Linked DNA regions of Cricetulus griseus: region 1 is linked to region 2. Evidence: chromatin contacts called from public Hi-C data. All regions are on one chromosome and are shown on one strand. Each heading gives the region's core, a stretch centred on a gene start, on an enhancer-like site or on the middle of the called end of the contact. The rest is flanking DNA. Distances are from core to core; before and after follow the strand shown. Region 1 overlaps Fbxw11 (F-box/WD repeat-containing protein 11). Region 2 holds the start of Fbxw11 (F-box/WD repeat-containing protein 11).

Region 1 (6,635 bases), core at 3,839-6,338, 64 kb after region 2:
TAAAAGCACATTTTATCTTCTTTGTGACCTCTGCTTTCCAGAGACTTAGAAAGTTGTTGTCATTCAGGAGTTTGATTGGATGTAATGCTGCTTGGAATAACAGTTTTGCTTTCTGTTTAATTTGTATTTTACTAAAAGACCACACCTACCCACTGTGTCACGAGCCTTCTCTGTGATTTGTGCTTTCCTCTGTGGGTAGGCGAATGCATAGTGTTGCTGTTGTCTCCTTCTCTTCTTCTTTTCTTTTTCAAATTTAAAAATGCTGGTTGCAGCCCATTAAGTTGATTCATGGGCTACAACCTGCTGTTGGGAAAATACATGAGAGATTGTTTTTTAAATTTTATTTATTTATTATGTCTACAGTGTTCTACCTGCATGCTTTGCCTGCACACCAGAAGAGAGTACCAGATCTCATTATAGATGGTTGTGAGCCATCATGTGGTTGCTGGGAATTGAACTTAGAATCTCTGGAAGAGCAGCCAGTGCTCTTAACCTCTGAGCCATCTCTCCAGCCCTGTCTTAGTGATTCTTAACCTCTTACCGCAGAATTTGCAGTTTTTAAAAATAACAAATGTTCCTTTTAGATGATTCTCAGAGTGGAAAATTTTTGATGTGAAAAATATTCTGTGTTGGTTACTATCAGCAAAGAAGCTTCACCGCTCATCTGCAAGCTGAAAGAAAATGGAGATAAGGGGTGTTTGGAACCAGACTGGTAGTAATGTTTGTTATGACTATGAGAAGACAGAAAACACCCATATTCACCTTACATATGCTGTGGTTTTCTCCATTCCAGCCTGGGAGAAGTGTCAACAGAGTCATGGTGGAGAAGGTGGACTTCTGTTGAGCCTTTTGTCAGAGCCTTCCACATGTATCTTAGGACTTTTTTTTTTTTTTTTTTAAATTTGCTTTTTTTTTTTTTTTTTTTAAGACAGCCTTGGCTGTCCTGGAATTCACTCTGTAGACCAGGCTTGAACTCACAGAGATCTGCCTGCCTCCACCTCCTTCCTGAGTTCTGGGGTTAAAGGTGTGCACCTTCACCAACCGGCCAGCTTTTTTTTTTTTAAAACTGAACTTTTAAAAACATACGTTTAATGGAGATCCTGTTAATTGATTCAGCTAATGAAGCCAATGGTTCTTCCTCAGGATGAAAATTTATACTGCTTAGTGATCAGAATGCTGGGTGGGTTTGCTTGAGAATTGAGCCCAGGACCTGTGCCTGCCAGGCAAGCGCTCTACCATCCAGGTGTACCAGCCCTCTTTTTACTTGTTGTTTGGAGACACATGGTCTGGCTAAATTGTCTCTGGTGGCTTGGAACTTACCCTTAGTCTTGAAGTGGCTTTGGACCCAGTAATCTCCCTGTCTCAGCTTCCCGGAAACCTGGAATTGCAGCCTTTCCACTGGGGTAGGGTGCAGAATGGTGTTTCTGAAGGCCATAGCCTCAGGACCTGTAGTTTCCTTGTGATGGTAGAAAATGTCTTGAAAACAAGACTGGGATCTTCATAGAAAGTCAGCTGCTATGTGTGCCCTATTGCTGAGGAGAAACTCTGCATGAAAGAAGAGGCTGGCTTTGCAGTCTGACACTTATTGATTATTTCTGAGTCTTGGTTCTCTCCATTGGTAGAATAGAATTTATGTAGTATCATGTAGGGTTGTTGTAAGGAATAGAGGTAATTCATACAAAGTTTTAAAAGTTTCAAAGCCAGAGACTATTGTGGGCAGTCATTAAATGGTAATGTTTTGGCCAGAGCAATAGTTTAGTAGGTAAGGGTAAAGTTGGATGAGCTGAGTTGATCCCTGGGACTCACATGGTAGATAGAAGGAAAGAACCAACTGCAAATTGCACTCTGCCTTTCACATGTGGGCCATGGCGCTTGTTCAGGTGTAATTTTTTGAAATGACAAAGTGTTATTTCTACTTTGGAAGAACTGTTGGGTAAGGTGTGTAATGCTGTTTTTAATGTAATTGAATACTACTTGCAGAAAATACCAGCAGTGCATTAGATTCTAGTGGCATTTGGCAGTTCTCAGGTCTTGCATTTTGGCTTGGGTACATTGTGGTGGGATCAGTGGAGCTTCCTTCAATTCCTTTGCCACATAGCCACACCATTTTGCCATAGTAATGAGGTTTAAACAGAGACATAAATCAAAATTATTCAAAGAACCTACAAAAGTGTTGCTAAAGCCCATGGACCTCCAGTAAGAACTCTTCTTATTAAAGATTCTTAAATAACTAATTTGATGATAAGTAGTACTTAGCCTAGAGGTGTATATATAATGTCCTCACACTTCACACGATGCTACATGGCCACACTACAGTCACATTGTATGTGAACAGTCTCACATACTGTCTCTGGGGCCAAGCAGAGGGACTACAGTGTTTTCTCAAGGCCAGTGCACAGGACACAATCCTAGAACACTGCCTTTCAAGTGGGCAGGGTGATTTTACTCTCCCCTTCTCTGGACAAGTGACAATTTGGAGACAGTTTTGATGATCACATTGCCATGTATCAGGTGTAGGTAGAGGTCTGGAATGCCTCTTATGTCTTATAATGCAGCTGCCATAACAAGAAATTTTCTGTCCCTAAATACCATTAGTGCCCAGGCCAAGCTGCTGCTTCCTGAATGGTAGTTTTTGGTGATGGGTTCAGAATAGGAGGGTTGAAATGTTTACTTCTTTGCAATGTTGTGCTCCTGGCAGATAGGTGCATAAGATTGGAAGTGATTACAAGCAGGTAGAAGTGAGGGAGTCAGGTGGATGGATGTTCAGCCTTTCAGATTGGCTGACCCCCTGGTTTCACCTGAGAATTTGGATGTGCATAACTAACCTTGGCTGCACCTGAACCCTAGAGTCTGTGGGTGTTTGCCTGTTGCCTTTAAGAAGTAAAACTCAGGTGTGTGTGTGTGTGTGTGTGTGTGTGTGTGTGTGTGTGTGTGTGTGTGTGTGTGTGTGTGTGTGTGTGTGTGTGTGTGTGTGTGTGTTTTGCACACACAAGCCGCTCTCTAAGAGAAGTTTCCATTGTTGCCATCACTTACCCCACAACCCAATTTAGCAGATTGAGAAAGGGAATGGAGAAGTGGCTTCTGCTTGTGATCCTCAGAGTGCCCCTTTCCTTTGTGCTAGAGCTGTTTATTGAAGTGGGAGGACTCAGACTGTCCCATAGTCCAGTCCATATGCTGGGCTATCATTAGCACATAGTACTACTTACTGTTCATGTACAACTAGCTCGAGGAAGGAGTGGTAACCCGAGCTGGTCTTACAGAATGTATGGTAGTCTGGAATGTGTGGTACCTCATGTGCATAGACAGCCTTTCTCAAACCCAGGATCCAGGTCCTTTTCCACTTGTCATCTCTCATACCCTGTAGGGTTAAATACCATGTAGAAATGATTCACTGGGTCCGGGGGTCAGGTACTTCCTAGCAAATGAGGGCCCAATTTTGAGCTGTAGTCATGAAAACCAGCCACATCAGTGTAGCTTGAGGGCTGTCCTCTGTAGTTTTTCTCAAGTATCTATAAGAGAAGCTAAGAAAATATGTTAGAGGGGAACTAGTCTGGCCCTCAGATGGTTTCACTGATTTGTAATTGGTTAGTGTCTGTATTCCAGCCTGAAGATAATACTTGACATTTCTTCACAAGAGCTGTCTCCCTCTCAGCTATTTTAAATAATGCTATTTTAAACAGATGAATGAAAACTTCTCACTGAAATGATGGCTGTTACTGGTGTAGTCTGCAGGACTCCTGATGGTTTTTGCTTTTTCCTTGAGTGAAGAAAAACATCATGGTGTGTCTTAGTTGGATTTCTATTGCTGTGAAGAGACACCATGACCACAGCAACTCTTTTTTTTTTAAGATTTTATTTATTTATTATGTATACAACATTCTGCTTCCATGTATATCTGCATGCCAGAAGAGGGCACCAGATCTCATAACGATGGTTGTGAGCCATCATGTGGTTGCTGGGAATTGAACTCAGGACCTCTGGAAGAGCAGCCCATGCTCTTAACCTCTGAGCCATCTCTCCAGCCCCAACCACAGCAACTCTTAAAAAGGAGAACATTTAATTGGGGCTGACTTAAGGTTTGGAGATTTAGTTCATTATTATCATTCATGGTGGCATACAGGCAGACATGATTTTGGAGAAGGAGCTGAGAGAGTTCCACATCCTCAGGCAGCAGGAGACACTAGGCCTGGCTTGAGCTTTTGAAACCCAAACCCATCTTCCCCCGGGACACACTTCTTCCTCCAAGGTCACACCTCCTAATAGTGCCACACTCTATGGGCCCATGGGTGCCAATTCAAAAAGATAGGTCAGAACTACACTTCGTAACTGCTGTACTCAGTAACCAAGACACTGAATTCCAGAAAGTTTAAGCTTAAAATGTAACACAGGCCTTGAATTAGGAGAGATCCCCCTGTCTCCCGAGTGCTGGGATTAAAGGTGTGCAGCACAGCCCTCATCTCCTTGCCATTCTTGGCTGCTGTTGATATGACAGATCACTGTGTAACATCACACTCAGGGATGAGGTACTGAATCACATTGTCATTTTTTCTATTTATCTAAGGAAAACTGTTGGTTTTGTTACTCTCTAAGCCGTTCCAGGTAGTGACATAGGGAGACCTTCTTAAAGCATAGCATTTGTTTGCTTCTCCCTCTTGTGCTTCAGGATTGTCCACTGCTGCCACTGGTTTTGAACACCTGCCCCTTTCCCTCCCTAGCTCATTTCACCCGAACCACCATTGGCTTTGACATTCTGGGACTTTTAGATTTTATTGAGAAAGATTTTCCCTCTAGAGCCATTCTACTGTGCCCAGGTAACTGAAGTTGTAAACAAGTATGAAGATAACCTAGGGAAAGCAGAGTCCTCAATGCAGGGAAAGAGAACATCTCTGACCAGAGATTTTAGCACCAGGCACAGCACTCCTGGTCTCATCACACCCCGTGGCTCTGTTTGATGAGTGACTTCCCTTTCCCAAGGTCCCAGACTGAGTGACCAAGTCAACATTCTAGCTTCTTGCTTGGCTCTCCTTACTGTGTGCCACTGAGGTAGACAGCAGTGACTCATGTCCAGTGGTGACTCCAGTTGACTGTTGGGGGATTTCCCATTGGTCTTTTGGGAAGTACTCTGGGTGGGGCCTGAATATTTCAGGACTTAAAAGATAGAGGAAAAACGAGGAGGGTTTGAGAAAGAAGCTTACCCTAGAAGATGTAAACAGATCCCATAGTGTTGACAACTTTATAGATCTGTAATGAACCTCTTGGAAAACACTGCGGGACCGATGCTGGAGTTGTTTTGTGCTCCACTCTTAATTGTTCTAGGTTTGGGAAGGAACCTTAGAGAGCTAGCCCCTGGCTACTGGTGAGCTTTCACTCTTTTTAGAGCACAGCCCTCCCACTTCCTCCTCTCATTAGGGCTCCATTTAGCTGTTAGGTAGGAGCTTCAAAAGGGAAAACCCAATCATGTATAATCTCCAGTTAATGGGCATCTGTTGAGTCACTGGGTCACCAGAGGGGATAGTTACACAGTGCTTCTTTGTGTAGCAAATACAAAAATGGCAAAAAAAAAAAAAAAAAGACAAGCCAGATTGTTAGTGACTAACGGCATCCTCCTGTTGAGGGAGAACATTGGGGCACCCCTCCATGCTTGTTGGGGGAGGGGAGGATGGCAAGGCCATTTCCCAAAACAGAGCTATGGCGGGAGAGGAGAGAGGAGGTGGGGCACTGGAAGGCCTTGTCACTCTTAATTGTTGGTGGATGGGATGCATTCCCGACAATAGTGTTCTAGGAGACATTGTGTGCAACCGCTAGGAACTTAATAGTCACCGAGTTTTCTGACATAGAATAATAATGCTGTTGGTGTACTCCAACCCCACCACACAAGTTAGCTGGTTTCCAGTCATGCCCAGCCTCCATGAGTGAAGACTGTATGCTTACTGTTGGTTTATGAAAGCTGAATATAGCTTCCTGACCCAGAATGGCATATGTTAGCCATAAAGCAGGGTTCTTGAGTTTGCATCCATCTACTCTAGTTTGAGATCTCAAAGTTTATGTCTTGTCATTTAGGTTTTGCAGAACTTGGCATAATTCAAATAACCTGTTTTTCCCCCTTCAGAACACTTCAGTTATGGAAGATCAAAATGAAGATGAGTCCCCAAAGAAAAGTGCTCTTTGGCAGGTAGGCACTATAAGCTAGCAGATTATTGTAGATAAGCTCTGCCCTTGATAGTGTCCTCACTGAGACCAGGGCCCAGCCTCTGCTTTGAGCAGGGTTGCTAGATCCAGAAGACACCCTACTTGCCTATCATTTCCTCAAGGAAGTGTTCTTATTAGTAGTAAATAACTTTGGAGTTTTTGAAAAGATTCCAAAAGGTCAGTATCCTAAAATACTGACTTTGTGGCCCATGATAGACCATATGGAAATCCTCCAGGAAACTTAGAGCTTTTTAGCTTAGAGCCAAGGGCAAACCTTATGCTGATCCTGTTCGGTGTTCACAAAGGCTATTTTTCTCTGTTTGCAACCCCCCCCCACGTTCCTATGGGTACTTTCCTATTTGATTTGATTTAATTTGATTTGATTTCATGTCTCTTCCTTTTCCTCCCAACCTCCCAGGATTTGTGGTGGGGATTTGTGGAACATG
Region 2 (6,665 bases), core at 2,668-5,167:
TCTCTGTGTAGTCTTGTCTGTCCTGGAACTCACTATGTAGAACAGGCTGGCCTTGAACTCAAGAGATTCGACTGCCTCTGCTTCCTAAGTGCTGGGACTACAAGGTGTGTAACTACCATTGCCCAACTTCAATTTCTTTTCTTTATAAATCATTCTAATACAGCAGCAAAAAATGGACTGTGACACAGATAACAGGCCACAAAGAATAATGGCGACTGTGGAACATTATTTATACAAAGGCAGACTTTCTAAAAGGTAGGGGATACTGAACCACTGCATGTTGTGGGATATTTGATCATACCATGAACCCCGAGGCTCCCCCAGACCAGGTTTTTTTTTTTTTTTTCCCGAGACAGTGTTTCTCTTTAGCTTTGGAGGCTGTCCTGGAACTCGCTCTGTAGACCAGGCTGGCCTCGAACTCACAGAGACCCACCTGTCTCTGCCTCCCTAGTGCTGGGACTAAAGGCGTGCGCACCACTGCCTGGCCCGAGATTTTGTTATTAAATAAAATTAACCTTGGGTTAAGATGTGGAGTCAGCAACTAGTTGCCAGGAAGTAGCCATATAGAGTAAGAGGGAGTCTGAAAGATGGATAGAGAAACATACAGGAAGTAATGAGGAGGGACTTTGTTTTTATTTGGGACAGCAGAAAATAAGCTCTCTATCTGAGACTATGGCTAAAGAGGAAAGTCAGCTGGTTGCTCCTTGGCCTCTCTGAGCTAGCAGGTTTTTATTCCAGCACCTCATTCCCCTGGCCTTTTTTGGGGGGGGCATTCGAGATAGGGTTTATCTATAGCTTTGGAGGCTGTCCTGGAACTCTGTAGCTTTGTAGACCAGGCTGGCTTCAAACTCACAGAGATTCACCTGCCTCTGCCTGCCCAGTACTGGGATAAAAGGTGAGTGCCACAACCTAGCTGATTCCCCAGTCTTTATTGGTAAAATCTTAAGACTGAGTTTAGTTTAAAAACAACAACTGTATACTGTTGTCATAGATCCAAAAGCTTGATACTCTAATTTTTCAAGAAAAATTAAAACACAGATTTTAAATGTAAAAGTGTTTAAGACTTGTTTTTAAACTAGGTGTGTGTTGAGGTATATGCACAGGAGTGCAGGTGCTGCAGGGGCTAGAAGAGAGCGTCAGTTCTTCCAGAACTGGAGTTGCAGGCAGTTGTGAGCCACTCAGTGTGGGGTGCTGGGAGCTGAACTCAGGTCTTCTGTAAGAGCAGAAAGCACTCTTAGTCATTAAGTCCATCTCTCTAGTCCCCCTAAAATGTGAAACTTTTAACTGATTTTGGCAGTGCCATGGGTTGAACTTGGGTCCTTCAGGCTAGGGATATGCCGCCCCCTTTTTTTTGCAGGGGGGTGGGGGGAGGAACGGACAGGGTCTCTCTGTGCAGCTTTGGAGGCTGTCCTGGAACTTGTTCTGTAAACCAGGCTGGCCTTGAACTCACAGTCATCTGCCTGCCTCTGCCTCACAAGTGCTAGGATTAAAGGTGTGTGCCATCACCACTCAGTTGTTTTTGTTTTGCTTTGTTTTGTGACAGGGTTTCACTGTGTAACATCCCTGGTTGTCTTGAAACTCAACTTTGTAGACCAGATCCTCCTGCCTCTGCCTCCTGAGTGCTAGAATTAAGGTTGTGCACCATCAGGCCCAGATCTAGCATGCCAATTTTAGAAAAAACGAAGATGGTGGTGTAGGCTAAACATATACGTGGGAGGTTCATACTCACATGACCCCCTACATGCTACACTGTAAGATAGGTGCTGGATCCTTCAAGGTCTTTGGCTGGCTGTTACTAGAACTTCCCACATTCACTCTGGATATATGAGTTGATTTGGTGAATGGGACAATTAGAGCTTGATAAGCATTTGCTGATTAGTCTTGTCCTTTTTTTGAGACACCTTCCAGAGGCTTGAATGGTAAGGAGCCAGTGGAAAAGAGAGGCCCCAGAGGATGAGAAATCATTTTGAATGTGTTCCCAGATGATTACAGCCCTATGTGTAACCTCAGCTTATATCACATTGGTTCAGATACGCTTGGTTAACCTACACAATCATAAAAAATAATAAACCATTGTTATTCTAAGCTACCAAGCCTTGGCTCCGTTTGTTATGTTGCAATAGGTAACTGAAACAGAGGTCATTTAACCTACCCTCCTGTTTGGTGAAATCCAGACACAAGGTAATGGCAGTAACTCTTAATTCTGGGCTTTTCTCAGTTGCACTTTTTTTTTTTTTTCCAATCTCTTGGTGAAAGCCACCAGATAGAGTATAAAATTTCAAGCTCTAACTGCAGGGAATATATACAGTGATTTGGACACTGTATACTGATTAACTGTAATACCTTGATCTTTGGGAATGGGAAGAGTTGGAAAGTCATCCACTGCACTGGGACAGAGAATTGAAAAGCACTTGAGAAACAGGAAAGCAGTCTCTGCCATTGAGAAGTCGGGCTGGGTACAATCATTCAGGCCCTTGATAATAGCCAGAGCCTGCCTGGTCCTTATAGCTAGGTCTCTTATAAAACATAAACAACTTCACAAACCACCAACATCACACAAGGCCATTCTGTGACCTTATCTTGTGGATCAAGACAAAACCAAGGCCACTCCATAATTTGTGATAAAACAAGAGCATTATCTAAGCCACACACTAAACACTTGAATCTGGCTAATGTGAGGAGCTGACCCCAATTACTGCATTTGCTTCAATCTAACTTTCCCCAGATAAGACTGAAGTGTCCAATCTCAGAATTATTCCCACTTCCTGACAGTACTGAAGTCTTTTACTGAGCCTTCCATGATTCATCATGATGTGTATGCTCTCTTCTGCTTCAGCTGGAAATTAACACACCTTGTTCAACTATCAGCTTGTTCCTGGGGGATTTTGGTTTCAGGGTACTGACAGACTTGGAGAAAGTCACACAGAGTTGGAGGCAGAGTTCACTGGAAGTCTCCAGTTGTGTTTCGTCATAGCATCTCTAACTCTTAATTAAGCTTCATGAATACAGGGGTCTTTCCTGTTACATTCGAAGATGATTACCAGTGCTTAGGGCAGTACTCGGTAGAAACTGAATGCTTAAGAATAAATGTTTTCGCCGGGCGGTGGTGGCACACGCCTTTAATCCAAGCACTCGGGAGGCAGAGGCAGGCGGATCTCTGAGTTCAAGGCCAGCCTGGCCTCCAGATCGAGTGCCAGGATAAGCTCCAAAGCTACACAGAGAAACCCTGTCTCGAAAAACCAATAAATAAATAAATAAATAAATAAATAAATAAATAAATAAATGTTTTCAGAACAGTTTCTTTCTCATGGCTAAGTTCCTCCTTAGTTAGTGCAGCAGATCTTAATACACCTGTTTCCCAACTCAGTCTCCAAACTCTTCCTCTTGAGATGTCCACCTTCCCTTGGCTGTGACCTCGGGCTCTCGGGTCCCCTCCTACCATTCCTAGTGCACCTGGGACCCACCTGTCTACGCTACCTGTCCCTACCAGATGCAACACACACGGAGCGACAGCACAACCACCCAGGCGACGAGCGGCTCTGCAGACACCCACGGCGCATGTGCGGAAATCGGTTGCACCGCAAAGATCACAGACAAGTGAGGAGTTGCCTCCGAGTTTCCGTCCGGGTTTTGGCAGCCCTGGGCTGCCAGGAAGTCAGGAACGACCAGCCGGAAGGAGACCTCGCGCGCGAGGATTTCTGGGACTAGTAGTCGCAGCACTCACGAGGCCCTACCCAGAGCAAGTCCTGGATTCTCCAGGTCTGCATGTCCCGTACTCCCAGCTCTACGCTCCCCGAAGCGCACTATCCAGTGGCGAGACCCTGGCAGAGTGGGCCGGGCGGCTTCTTGCTCCCACAAGGCCGTGCGAGCCGCGGTGGTTGCCGGGAGTTGTAGTCCCCGCTGCGCGTCCTGCGTCCGCCGAAGGGGGAGGGCGGAGCTGCCGGCGGCCCGGGCGGGCTGGCAGCTAGAGTGGGTGCGAGAGCCGCCTCCACCGCCGCCGCTGCCACCGCCTCCTCCGCCCGGGCCGTTCGCTGCTGAACGGGGAGAGCGAGGCGGGGCCGCCGGGGCCGCCATGGAGCCCGACTCGGTGATTGAGGACAAGACCATCGAGCTCATGGTGAGTGCGGCCCGCTGGCCCTCCGTTCTTCCGGCCGGCCGGCGGCCCGGGGGCCTGCCCACCTCGGCGTCCGTGCCAGGCCAGCCCTCGTTCCCCGCCGCCCAGGCCCGGCCGGTCCCCTGCCGTGGCTCGTTGCTGACGCCTCGCGCTCCCGGGCCGGCCCGGACTCCGCTCCCCGCGCCCCCTCCCCCCTTGCCGGGCTCCGACCGGTCTCGGGCGCCCCTGCCTCGCTCCTCCGAGAGCCTCCGCTCACTCTCGCCTTGCCATCACACTCTCATTTTAGGAGGGGCTTTCTTTTCCCTTCCCATTCCTCCGGGCAGGCCCGCATCGCGGTTCCCGGCCGCGCTCAAGCCGAGGGTGATGGTGGTTGGAGGGAGTCCGAGACCAGTTGGGGCCGCTTCGGCCTCCGTAACCTAGGCGCGAGGGGGGAGGTTTAGGGGGCCTCTCAGGACCTTCTCCCCAAGCTATAGCTGTGTGGATGCCAAGATAGACCCCGTAGGGCTGGGATGTTGGGGGTGCCCTCGAGTCTGAGGATTGCAGGATAAGGGGCCTCTTTTCTGGGCCCCTGTGGTGTCAGGCTTCTTGGACAAAGGGTTTCCTACCCTGCCGTGAAGGATGTTTGTATAGCAAGGCCCCAGGTACTCTGGATTCCATCCCCCAGGAAAGGGAAACCATAACTTTACCATTTGGGAAACGAGAGGGGAGGGGGAAGGGGTTGCCCTCATTACCGCCACCCGCTCTGTAAAAGAAAAAAAAAAGGTGAATTCTTCACCCACAGAGAAAGTAACGATTCCTTTTACTGTTAGAAACCATTGGTAGCCAGACTGATCAGATCTCCCTGGACACCCCTAACCCCTCTCTGACCTCAGACTTGGTGCCAGAAAGGTTTTTGGAAACAGAACTATGAGTGAGTGTCTGGGAGAAGTGAACAATTTGCTCATTGGTGGAAGAAATAAAATATGGCTGGTATTACCTGCCAATTTAAACGTGACGGAAATCAAACTGGACTCAGGAGAGTTGGGAGGGAATCAGCTTCTGCAAATGGACATACAAAGGGCTTCTTCCTGTGAAACCGTTGATAGTTTCTTTGTATCTCTGCTAATACAGTAACAACTAGTATCAGCCCCGTGGTATCGAGGAAAGGTGAAAGATCTACTGAATTTAGCAAAACGTTTTCCTCGTCGATTTTCTCCAGTGTGAACATGTTTATTGAGTCAGTGATTCCACTGGGTAGGGTTGGTGACATCAGAGCCACTTCCCCCATTTAATGCTATAAATAATAAATGGTGATACTGAAAGTCTGTCGGATAGCCTCATGGTTTCTGTGGATGATGTTATCCAGGGAGTTGAGGTACAATTTTAAAATGGAAGTATAGTAGCATAAAATAAATACAGAGGTAGTGTTATGTCTGCTGGCCTCTGCACAAGGTGCAGAACTGAACTTGCTGAAAATTAGGGGAAAAAAACCTCTGGTAGATCTGGGGTGTATGTGTGTTTGAAGGGATTCTGTCACTTGTGGGACGTTGATATTTAGGTACTGAGGAATGTGTCCTTTTCAGCATCAACAGTTTAGGCAACTTTCCAAGTGGGTTATCTTGACAAAATAGCTTTTAAACATTGTTATTTATGTATTATATAGTAAATGTGTGAAAGTACCACAGTGGGCATTTGGTGGTCAGAGGACAACTTTGCAGTCACTTCTGTCTTTACATGGGTTCTAGGAATTGAACTCATGTTGTCAGGCTTGTATGATCAAATGCCTTTGGCTGAGCCGTCTTGCTGACCTCTGTTTTGGCAAAGTAATTTCAGACATGTTCCATCTTCTTAAACAGTATATCAGCTTTCAGTGTGGCTAGTGCTTCATACTGAAACACATTCACTTCAGACAACCAAAATGTCTTCTTCAAAAGAGAAGAAATACAGTGTATTCTAAGGCATGGTCTTTTCCTACGTGATTTAAGAAAGCCTCTACTCCACATTTCCTTGTTTTCTGTGCTTATAACAAAAAAGGTTTGTTTGGGGTGCTGGTTGGGGTGCACCTCAGTGCTGGAGCACATGCTTAGAACCATGAATCCCTGATGGCTGGTTTAGACTTTGTGTGGATTATATGAAGAGATGTCAGCCCAACGGAGGATGTAGAAAGTTAGATTTTTTTCCTTCCAAGACAGGGTTTCTCTGTAGCTTTGGAGCCTATCCTAGAACTCCTTTTGTAGGCCAGGCTGGTCTTGAACTCACATAGATCTGCTTGCCTCTGCCTCCCCCCAATGTGCTGGGATTAAAGGCTTTTTCAAGACAGTTTCTCTGTGGCTTTGGAGGCTGTCCTGGAACTAGCTCTTGTAGACCAGGCTGGTCTCCAACTCACAGAGATCCGCCTGCCTCTGCCTCCTGAGTGCTGGGATTAAAGGTGTGTGCCACCAACGCCTGGCTTAAAGGCATGTTTTTAAAGATTTTTTTCCTCCCTCAAAGGTGATATCTGTTAGTACCCCTAGGCAACCTTTTCCATGAACTGTAGGTGTTTATTTTAGTGTAATAGATAGCTCAAGTGCTT

Evidence for each region. A called contact is a pair of places that touch in the nucleus more often than the background predicts.
Region 1: a contact with region 2 is called in a Hi-C map of fibroblasts, with 2.6 times the contacts expected there. The contact joins the enhancer-like site here to the promoter of Fbxw11 in region 2. A contact is called at or near these places in 3 of 8 Hi-C or Micro-C datasets (the CHO-K1 cell line and fibroblasts).

What each region holds. Positions count from the first base shown.
Region 1 is chr7:47,888,978-47,895,612 of CriGri-PICRH-1.0, forward strand. It overlaps Fbxw11 (F-box/WD repeat-containing protein 11), which reads left to right. Exons shown (of 13, transcript XM_027425196.2): 2 at 6,110-6,172. Among named protein-coding and RNA genes, the nearest start is that of Fbxw11, 62 kb to the left of the region's middle. Within about 2 kb of position 5,089, at least 3 of the 6 cell types and tissues checked have open chromatin away from gene starts, as enhancers often do. A contact at or near this core is called in the CHO-K1 cell line and fibroblasts, where this site is marked.
Region 2 is chr7:47,826,561-47,833,225 of CriGri-PICRH-1.0, forward strand. Fbxw11 (F-box/WD repeat-containing protein 11) reads left to right here and starts at 3,918. Exons shown (of 13, transcript XM_027425196.2): 1 at 3,918-4,117. The coding sequence starts at 4,073.